2 separate regions of the Bombyx mori genome follow, and region 1 is linked to region 2. A link is a contact called in public Hi-C data. All regions are on one chromosome and are shown on one strand. The core of a region is the stretch at or near the end of the contact, and the rest is flanking DNA. Distances in the headings are between cores, read along the strand shown.

Region 1 (4,482 bases), core at 1,594-4,093, 380 kb before region 2:
AAACAAATCTTTCCTCTTTATAATATTAGTATAGACAAAACTTTTTTTTTTATGTATCTTTTATGTATCGATTGAGGCACTGTGAAGTCTGCCGGGTCAGCTAGTTATATATACTTATTTTGTGTCAGGTATTCCTTTTCAACGATCTACTCGTGATCACGAAAATCTTCAGCAAGAAGAAATCGTCGGTGACGTACACCTTCCGACAGTCGTTTCCGCTGTGCGGCATGGTGGTCAGCCTGTTCTCCGTGCCTCGTGAGTTAGATCACCACCTACCTCACTCCAAAACATATAAGAACACTAAAATTCACTATAACAAACACCACGACGAAACGTTCTCTTTGATACAATTTTATTTTTGTAAGATTGTTTAAAAAAAAACATTTATACCTACCTACCTTCATAAACCTATAAATAAAGTCAAACACCAATTATGGTTTCCGTTCATCTTGTTGAAGAGTTTTATACGAGTCATTAATGTTACGCATGTCAACAGCTGTCTAAGACGGTCAAACGAATTAATGACTAAGCTACCCCCACTTTCTACTATTAATACGAGTGACTATTGTCGCACAAAATATTACGACTCGAGCAGCCGACTGAGGCGGAGCTCTCTGTTTGTATCGTTATACACGCTAGATGCAATAACTGGAATTCATTGGAAAAGTGAGTCTTAATGACTGTCGCTATGGAAGGCAATGATAATGATAAAGAGAATGACGTCAGCTTTTCTCCGTCATATACATTTGGGACATGGACCTCGTGCCTCAAGGGGGAGGGGGGGGGTGCTCATTCACATTGTGATCGCAATAAACAAATAACCATTTTATTTATTTATATATCGATTTGTCTAACGTTTATCAACTTTCAGATTACCCGTTCGGCATACGTTTGTCTCGTCGAGTCGACAACCGTCGCTTGTCTACGTTTAACGCTCGCAACGAGCACGACCGCTGCAAGTTCGCGGAGGACCTTCGCGAGAGTATCGCCGAGATGGACGAGATGGAGGCCATGAGGATCGAGGGCGAACTCAACAGGGGGAAGGGAAGGAACACCGGGAACAACGCCAGGAACGGTAAGAGAGCTGTTCTGAGACATTTATTGAGCTTACATACATACTCTAGGTAATAGGTACTTCTAGGTACCACCGCCCTGCCTATTCACTGGTGGTAGGACCTCTTGTGAGTCCGCGCGGGTAGGTACCACCGCCCTGCCTATTTCTGCCGTGAAGCAGTAATGCGTTTCGGCTTGAAGGGTGGGGCAGCCGCTGTAACTATACTTGAGAAGAAATGGTATATGATAGAGGAGTATGGTAAGAAAAAACATGTTGCGCCGACCCCAGGTGACTGGAAGAAGGACAGGAGAATGATGATACACACTTGAAGTCGTCGTGGCCTAAAGGTTAAGACGCCCGGTGTACTAGTATCGAGGGATGTGACTGGGCCGATGCTCGAATCCCGCAGGCAGGTTTTTTTTCTTATTGCTTAGATCGGTGGCCGAGCTCCAATTGAAGAGTACCAATATACTACTTATTCTAAGGAAATCTTCACGAATTACTTCAACGATGAAAGAATAGCATTTTGTAATCAAAATGAAACCCGCGAAAATTGTAGCATATGTAGTCACTAAACAACTGAGACGTAAACGTCAAGTTATATTGCCAATGGTAACTTAGAGCCCATAAACATCAACAATGTAAATTTAGTCACCACCCACTTTGAGACATGAGTTCTAAATCTCAGTTTTTACAATACAACGGTTGTCAGAGCCTTCAAACCGAAACGCACTACTGTTTCACAGCAGAAATAGGCAGGGTGGTGGTAAAGCAACTCTAAATTATAAAAAGAGTGTGTGTTTAGGATTGAAGTAAAAATTTATTTAGCTCCATCTAGATGTATATCTATGTGTATAATATATTGCATACTACATAATTATATTATTTTTCTACTAATACTTAAATTTATTATGGGTTTTCATTGATAAATTAAGATTTTTGATAGCACTTATAGTGTAATATAGTCAATAGGTCAACTATGTCTCAGATAATACGAAACGTAACTCTCTCACTCTTTTTCTTCACTAACTTATATCTCCGTCTCAACTTCTGTTCGCGTCGCCCGATCACACTTTTCGTAACGCTCTCGATACGCATTCACCAGCTTACTCCCCAAGTCAAGCGTGCTTAAAGAAGTTTTACTTCAATAAAATAAAACAATTCACACAACTACGCTGCTCGCATTCCCGCCAAAAAGCGCGTTATACTAACAGTTTGTTTGTTTATATGTTCGTAACAGTGATGGAAAACCGAGACAGCGGCGTGGCTGATGTTGAAATCGATCACCAGCAGTGCGTCGACCACGTCCACATGCACGGGTATGTTTTTTTTTGTTTTCTTAGGACTGAAGGATTACTGGAGACCTTTCCAGTTACACCAGGACAGGAAGGCGAGCAAAGGCTCAGCCAGGAGGGGTGTGATTTGCTAACAGCTGCCCGAGCGTCTCTAGTTTCAATATATTATGTCAATTCCGTTCTTATTATAAGTAACATCTGGGTTATGGTTGTAAGTTTTTTTCCTAATTTGCATAGCACAAGTTGTGTTTAGAATCTTATAGAAGAAGGAGTTTTAAAGCTGGATACATTTTAGATTTTTTGCAATAATTCAAATAATTCAAAATTAATTCAAAATATGCCAGATTAATTCATAATTTACTCGCTCTGATAGCTACCGGGCATTGTATGTAAAAGTATAATATCATGATCAGCGCCATCTAGTATACATACTAGGAAGTGATGTGCATTGTCTTTGGTTGTTTCCAGCGTGGTGGTTCCTCCTCCGCCCTCGTGTCCAGCACCAGCAGCCCCCTCCAGGCTCTCCTCGAACCCACCGCCCACCAGCATCATCAAACGGAACGTGCTCAGCAACTCTCTAGTCGATATCAATGACCCGGGTAAGTATATAGACCCATATGTCCTTTGAACTTCCACCTCATATCAGAACAATCAGACTGTTATTTGAGACATCAGAACGGGAATGCCGCCTCAAATTGAAATATGAAGTCGAAATCGAATCGAATCGAAGTCGAAGTCGAAATTTTGAAGTCGTCGTGGCCTAAAGGATAAGACGTCCGGTGCATTCTAGCGATCTAGCGATGCACCGGCCTTCGAATCCCGCTGGCGGGTATCAATTTTTCTAATGAAGGGTGGGGCAGCCGTTGTAACTATACTGAGACCTTAGAACTCATATCTCAAGGTGGGTGGCGTATTTACGTTGTAGATGTTTATGCGCTCCAGAAACCACCTAACACCAGGTGGGCTGTGAGCTCGTCCAATCATATAAGCAATTTAAAAAACATGTCCATGCACCGGTGATTTCCTTAGTCTATTTTTCGTCATCCACCAACACACATAATAAGTGCACTCAAATTATCAGTAAATTCATATTAGTATTTAGTTCTATAAAGTCTTCTCAGAGGAAACTTTGTTAATAACAGAGACAGTACGTTTCTTTTACGTGAACGGTAGATAGCGGCTTTTTTCTGCCCTCGGCTTTGCTGACGGCCATGAGTGACGGTAACCACTCACCATCAGGTAAGCCGTATGTTCATCTGCCTACAAGGGCAATTTAAAAAAAAGCCAATTTACTGGAATGGTAGGTAAGTTTGCATAGTAAATAGAATCAAAAAACCGCCCCATATTCCAATGTATTAGTTTGCTTAATTGCAGTGGCTCTTGCAGCGGAGCGACTCCAGCGGCGCGGGTCGGTGGGGTCCCTGGACAGCGGCATGTCCGTCTCCTTCCAGCAGGGAAGCAGGAACGCATTACACGCCACTTCACCGAGACATCCCACGGAACAACGGTCGCCGGGTAAGGAATAATTCTTAGAAGCGTTATTTTAAATTTAATGTCTTTGGTATTGCCAATGTCCATGAGTTACGATTATCGCAGAGACGGTCGATGAAGTAATTAGATTTAGCTTACAGTTTTACGATTTGGATATCTATCAGTTTGGTTTGCGTCATTTTGTTGAAAGTTATCGCGCGTCACCTGACGTATGTGCTTGGTGCTATAATACCTTCAAATCCTTCCATTCCTTCCATAAGGTGTCGTCATCAATGATGAATACTGAAGTCGTTTGGTCTTAAGAACGCGCAAGATGAAATCGTAATTAAAATATTGATATCATCTATATTATGTCGCATCCGGATACGGCAAACGAAACGAAAGCGCGCCATCTAGTGGGTGGTAGCCGCAACTACTAGACGAACGTCGGCTCACTTCGAGTGGCGTGCTTCGGCAGAGTCGAGATGTCATTGCTCGAGTGGAATCGAGACGCATTGTTTGCCTGACCAGGTCCTTAAAACTGCGATACTTTAAGACAAATATTTTTTTGTATAGAAACTAGCGACGTCTTGTAGCGGATGCCCCTAAACTTATATGTTGTTAAAAATAAGGCATTTAATTATTATATAACTAAACACAGCA
Region 2 (4,199 bases), core at 997-3,496:
AATGTTTAATTTACTGCTTATTGTGTCTCATACTTTCGTGTTTGTGTAATAGGTGGGAACATTATATATATGTAATATTATTATATATGAAAATATAAACATGCAATATTTAAAAGTATTTAGTAAAAAAATCAGTTGAGAAACTGTTGGTTTTAAGAATAACATGCTGCGTATTCTATTCATATTTACAAACCGATACCTCCAATGAACACTACTCTAACTCAAAATTTTGAAATTTTGGTTTTCCACGCAAATCGCTTCACTATGTTAAAAGTATTACAATTAATCATTATTAATGGGGTTCAAAGCAAGGGTAAATCAGCTAGCTACACAAAAAAACCATAAATATATCTGCAATAATAAAGATTTTATCAACTTTTTTCGTTTAAACGCTCCTCCTGTAAATCTACGAATTTGGAGTTAGCGTAGTGTTCATTGGAGGCATCGAAACATAACTTATTAAAGTTTATATAATATAATATGTTTAATTGATATATTAACTTTCAGTTTTTTTGTTTTTTTACTTGGCCTTTCAACTATATAAATAAAGTTAAACAATAAGCAGCCATGTTTGTAACTAAATGTAGTTTTACGAACAATATATTGTATAATTTCTCTCTTTTATAAGTTATCATTTTAAAACTTCAGCGTTTTATAAAACTGCCTGAAAATACTTAATATACAAGCGTTTTTCTAATTTTTGTAATTCCGTAATGAATGATCGCGGCCTAAAATAAACTAAATATAACTCGTTAAAAAGCGAATAGCTATTGCATTCACGGTACTTTAAAAAAATACTTTTAAATATTAAAAATGAAGGAATTTTAGTGCTTATAAAATAAATTAGTATTAATTACTTGTCAACTTTTATACATTTTTTACAACGAATCTTTTTTTACGATATAATGTATTTTTTTCTCATTTTTTTTAATTGGATTTGTAAGGACACTCGTGCTGCCCGTGCCAACGGAAATGTGCTAAGTAAAAAAATGCACCATTTTATTAAAATGACAAAAAGACATAAACTCAATATAATGCAGTTTTTGTGTATTTTAGATCAACTTTCATTTTATAATTAATTATTCGAAAGTGTAATACGTATTTTATTTATGAATATTGCTTATAAAAACATTGGGAGTTGGCAATCATGTGTGTGTGTGGAATTGATTATGTGATATTACATGGGTGTTTGTATTGTTATGTACAACGGAACTGCGTAATCGTACGTGTCTGTACGTTTTATATACATTTTTGTAGTTACGTATTTTAATGTCATATACTTACAATGTCAATTGTCTACAAATTGACTACGAACAAAAGATTTGTAGACAATTGCGTCGTGCCTCTTTTCTTTTTCATAACTTTATTTACATTCCTTGTTTACTCTGCATTCCTTTATTGGCATTTGTATTTTATAATTATGAAAAAAAAAAAAAAAACATTAAACTCCATTTAATTAAAAATTGCCTACATATTAATTGTATTGCAGAATGTATTTCATATTTTTTATTAGATTTTACATTCCTCAGGGGAAACAACGATTATATTATTTGCTATTATTTTTTTTTAAATGTAAATTTTTTATTTTGTTAGTTTTATTATTTAAGGATTTTTAAAACGATTTTAGAATTTTAGTTTTTTTTTTATCTATGATGATCATTATGCTAAGAATAATTTTGTTTATAAACTGAAATTAACTAACAACGCTGGATCTAGTGATACTTGCTACTTGTCTGGAATGTTTAGACGAAAATGTAAACAAATAAAATAAAAACCGATTTCGTATTTCGCATCTTTTCATTTCTCCTTTTCGCACTAAAACTATTTAGCGACTGTAAATTCTCCACGTCTAAGCGACTGATAATAGATATATAGAATAGAGCAGATTAAAAAAAAAATTACAATTTTAAAAATGGAGCTAACTATTAAAAATAATATGGAATTGGAAATGAATTTTTTTCTATATGCAAATATTTTATTACCTTTATTACCTAGACAAATCAATTCGATTTAATGATTATTGTAAGTTTAACAGCATATATTTACTAACCAATATATCAAGTTGGTAAAGATTATATTAATTCTACTTAAATGCATTATTCGGAAGCGGATGAAATTGATTTGGAATCGAAATCTGCTCATCTTTCGTTACATCGTCTCCCGCCAGTTGCACAGCATCATACCAGCACAATCTGGGGGACCTGGATACTTAAACCGAATCTTGTGTGATTTTAGATCCAGTGATGATGCTGTAATTACCGAAACAGTAGAGACTACAGAGATGTACCAACTGGTGGAGGATTCGGGCTGGGGTATGCCGACTGCTGAGAAACCAGAGCCGCCTCCAAAGCCTGATAATTTATCGCCACTGCCTAGATCTAATTCTGAGGAGTCGATTAATTAGACACAACGGCGACTAGGTTAATAAGGTGGCTGCAAATGAAAGGTCAAACATTCCGTATTTCATTTCTTTTATTTATGTTTAGAAAGGTCTGCAGACTGCTGTTTTTAATGACTAACGGGGCTGAAAATATTTCGTTTTTAGGTGCAGTATTCATTTCATATTTTTTTAATTTTATTTTTGTAAAATTTTATAATGATATATTTAAGATCCAATTTTTTATTTATTAAATAATAAATATTAATAAAATATTAATAATTTATTTAATGTAGTTTTTTTAAATACGCCTTTTTTATTTACTGCTTAGACGGGTGGACGAGCTCATAGCCCACCTGATGTTAAGTGGTCTTTTGATATGACATAAGGACGATATCTCGTTAATGTACAGTGGCTGCCTGCCCTATCTTTCAAAACGGAACGCATGTTTATTTCGCGGCAGAGAAGTTGATCGGTGGTACCTCATCTGTACTCTCAATACATCCAACAAATTATCCGTACAATTTACATATCTATATATTAATACGTGAAGCAAAAACTTTGTATCCCTTTTTACGAAAATTGCGCGGACGGAGAAGTATGAAATTTCCCACACTTATAGAGCATATAGAGAAGAAGTACACAATGATAATATTTTTTTTAAAATAGTGCGTAAAAAATATATTAAATCAATAAAAAAACATTACACACACTACATACCATGTATTTGACGCACACACGCAGGCATACTATTTATTGTCAAAGTTTTGTTCTTGACGTCTGTTGTCAAATTGAGAATAGATTAAATATTGTTTGTCTTTATTAATATTTTTTATAGAGTAGCCTTGGCGAAATTTATGATTAAAGAAGTATAAAATACAATCACAATAGTGTACAGACTTACAATTCCAATTAATTATAGTCGAATTTCGACTACTGCGAGACCTCTAGTCATTAAAGATACCTCAGACTGTTATGTTATGCTCTTACAATAAAAAACAATGTTACAATTTTTTAAGTAACCTAAGGTATATCCCGTTTTCTAAGTAAACTTTATTTTGATTATAGAGGTATTCATTGGTATTGTTTTTCGGAAAATCGGTGCAAACATATTGCGTTATCCAAACGAGGTTTTTTATTTATTATTGAGCCCTTACTACTTGTTGCTACTTATTTTATGCACTAAGTTGCTACTTATTTTGTATTAACTTACATATTTTTAGTATTTATTTGTATTTAATCGTATGTAAGTCTATCTTATATTGTGTTTATTTTTCACATGTGTATAAGTATATATTTTTATGTAAGTTTATTAAGATAAAGCACCGTCCAGTTTGCTTATTCCTCTCGCTGCAAGGTTGCCTGGAAGAGATCGCTTTCAGCGATAAGGCCGCCAATTTATGTCACCGTCTATTATTTGTTTTATATGCTTACTGTGTACATGTGGTATTAAGTAAAGAGTTATATTATTATTATCATTACTGGTGGCCCCGAGGCCTTTCCAGTTTCACCAGGACAGATGGGCGAGCAAAGGCTCAGCCAATAGGGGTGGGACTTGAGAACAGCCGCCCGAGCGCCTCGGAAGAAGACCAACAACTCAAGAGCAGCTGCTTAACAAATGAATCTACTAACGGATCAGAATTGCGACCCGCTGAGAAGATCCGGGCGAGAAACATAGCGGGCTGATGCATGGGTTAAGTTCCATTTAGGCTAGGAACTCTGCAGTATTCGACGAGTACCTACCGGGGCCCTAAGCCTGGTCCTATTATTAGAGCTGAAGGCGTCTAATGCAAGAGTTATTGGATCTGATGCATCCGTAAGG

Evidence for each region. Hi-C and Micro-C count contacts between places; a contact is called where the count stands out from the background.
Region 1: a contact with region 2 is called in a Hi-C map of posterior silk gland, with 3 times the contacts expected there. The contact joins two enhancer-like sites. A contact is called at or near these places in 2 of 7 Hi-C or Micro-C datasets (middle silk gland and posterior silk gland).

What each region holds. Positions count from the first base shown.
Region 1 is chr27:6,174,547-6,179,028 of ASM3026992v2, reverse strand. It overlaps LOC101744693 (IQ motif and SEC7 domain-containing protein 1), which reads left to right. Exons shown (of 23, transcript XM_021346151.3): 18 at 129-255; 19 at 872-1,075; 20 at 2,295-2,373; 21 at 2,818-2,948; 22 at 3,724-3,864. Among protein-coding and RNA genes, the nearest start is that of Mir3410, 5.6 kb to the right of the region's middle. Within about 2 kb of position 2,843, at least 1 of the 8 cell types and tissues checked has open chromatin away from gene starts, as enhancers often do.
Region 2 is chr27:5,792,923-5,797,121 of ASM3026992v2, reverse strand. LOC101745417 (plastin-2) reads left to right here. Exons shown (of 15, transcript XM_004923454.5): 15 at 2,236-2,663. The coding sequence ends at 2,404. All of the region lies in intron 1 of LOC134201541 (a long non-coding RNA gene), which reads right to left. Among protein-coding and RNA genes, the nearest start is that of LOC134201542, 31 kb to the left of the region's middle. Within about 2 kb of position 2,246, at least 3 of the 8 cell types and tissues checked have open chromatin away from gene starts, as enhancers often do.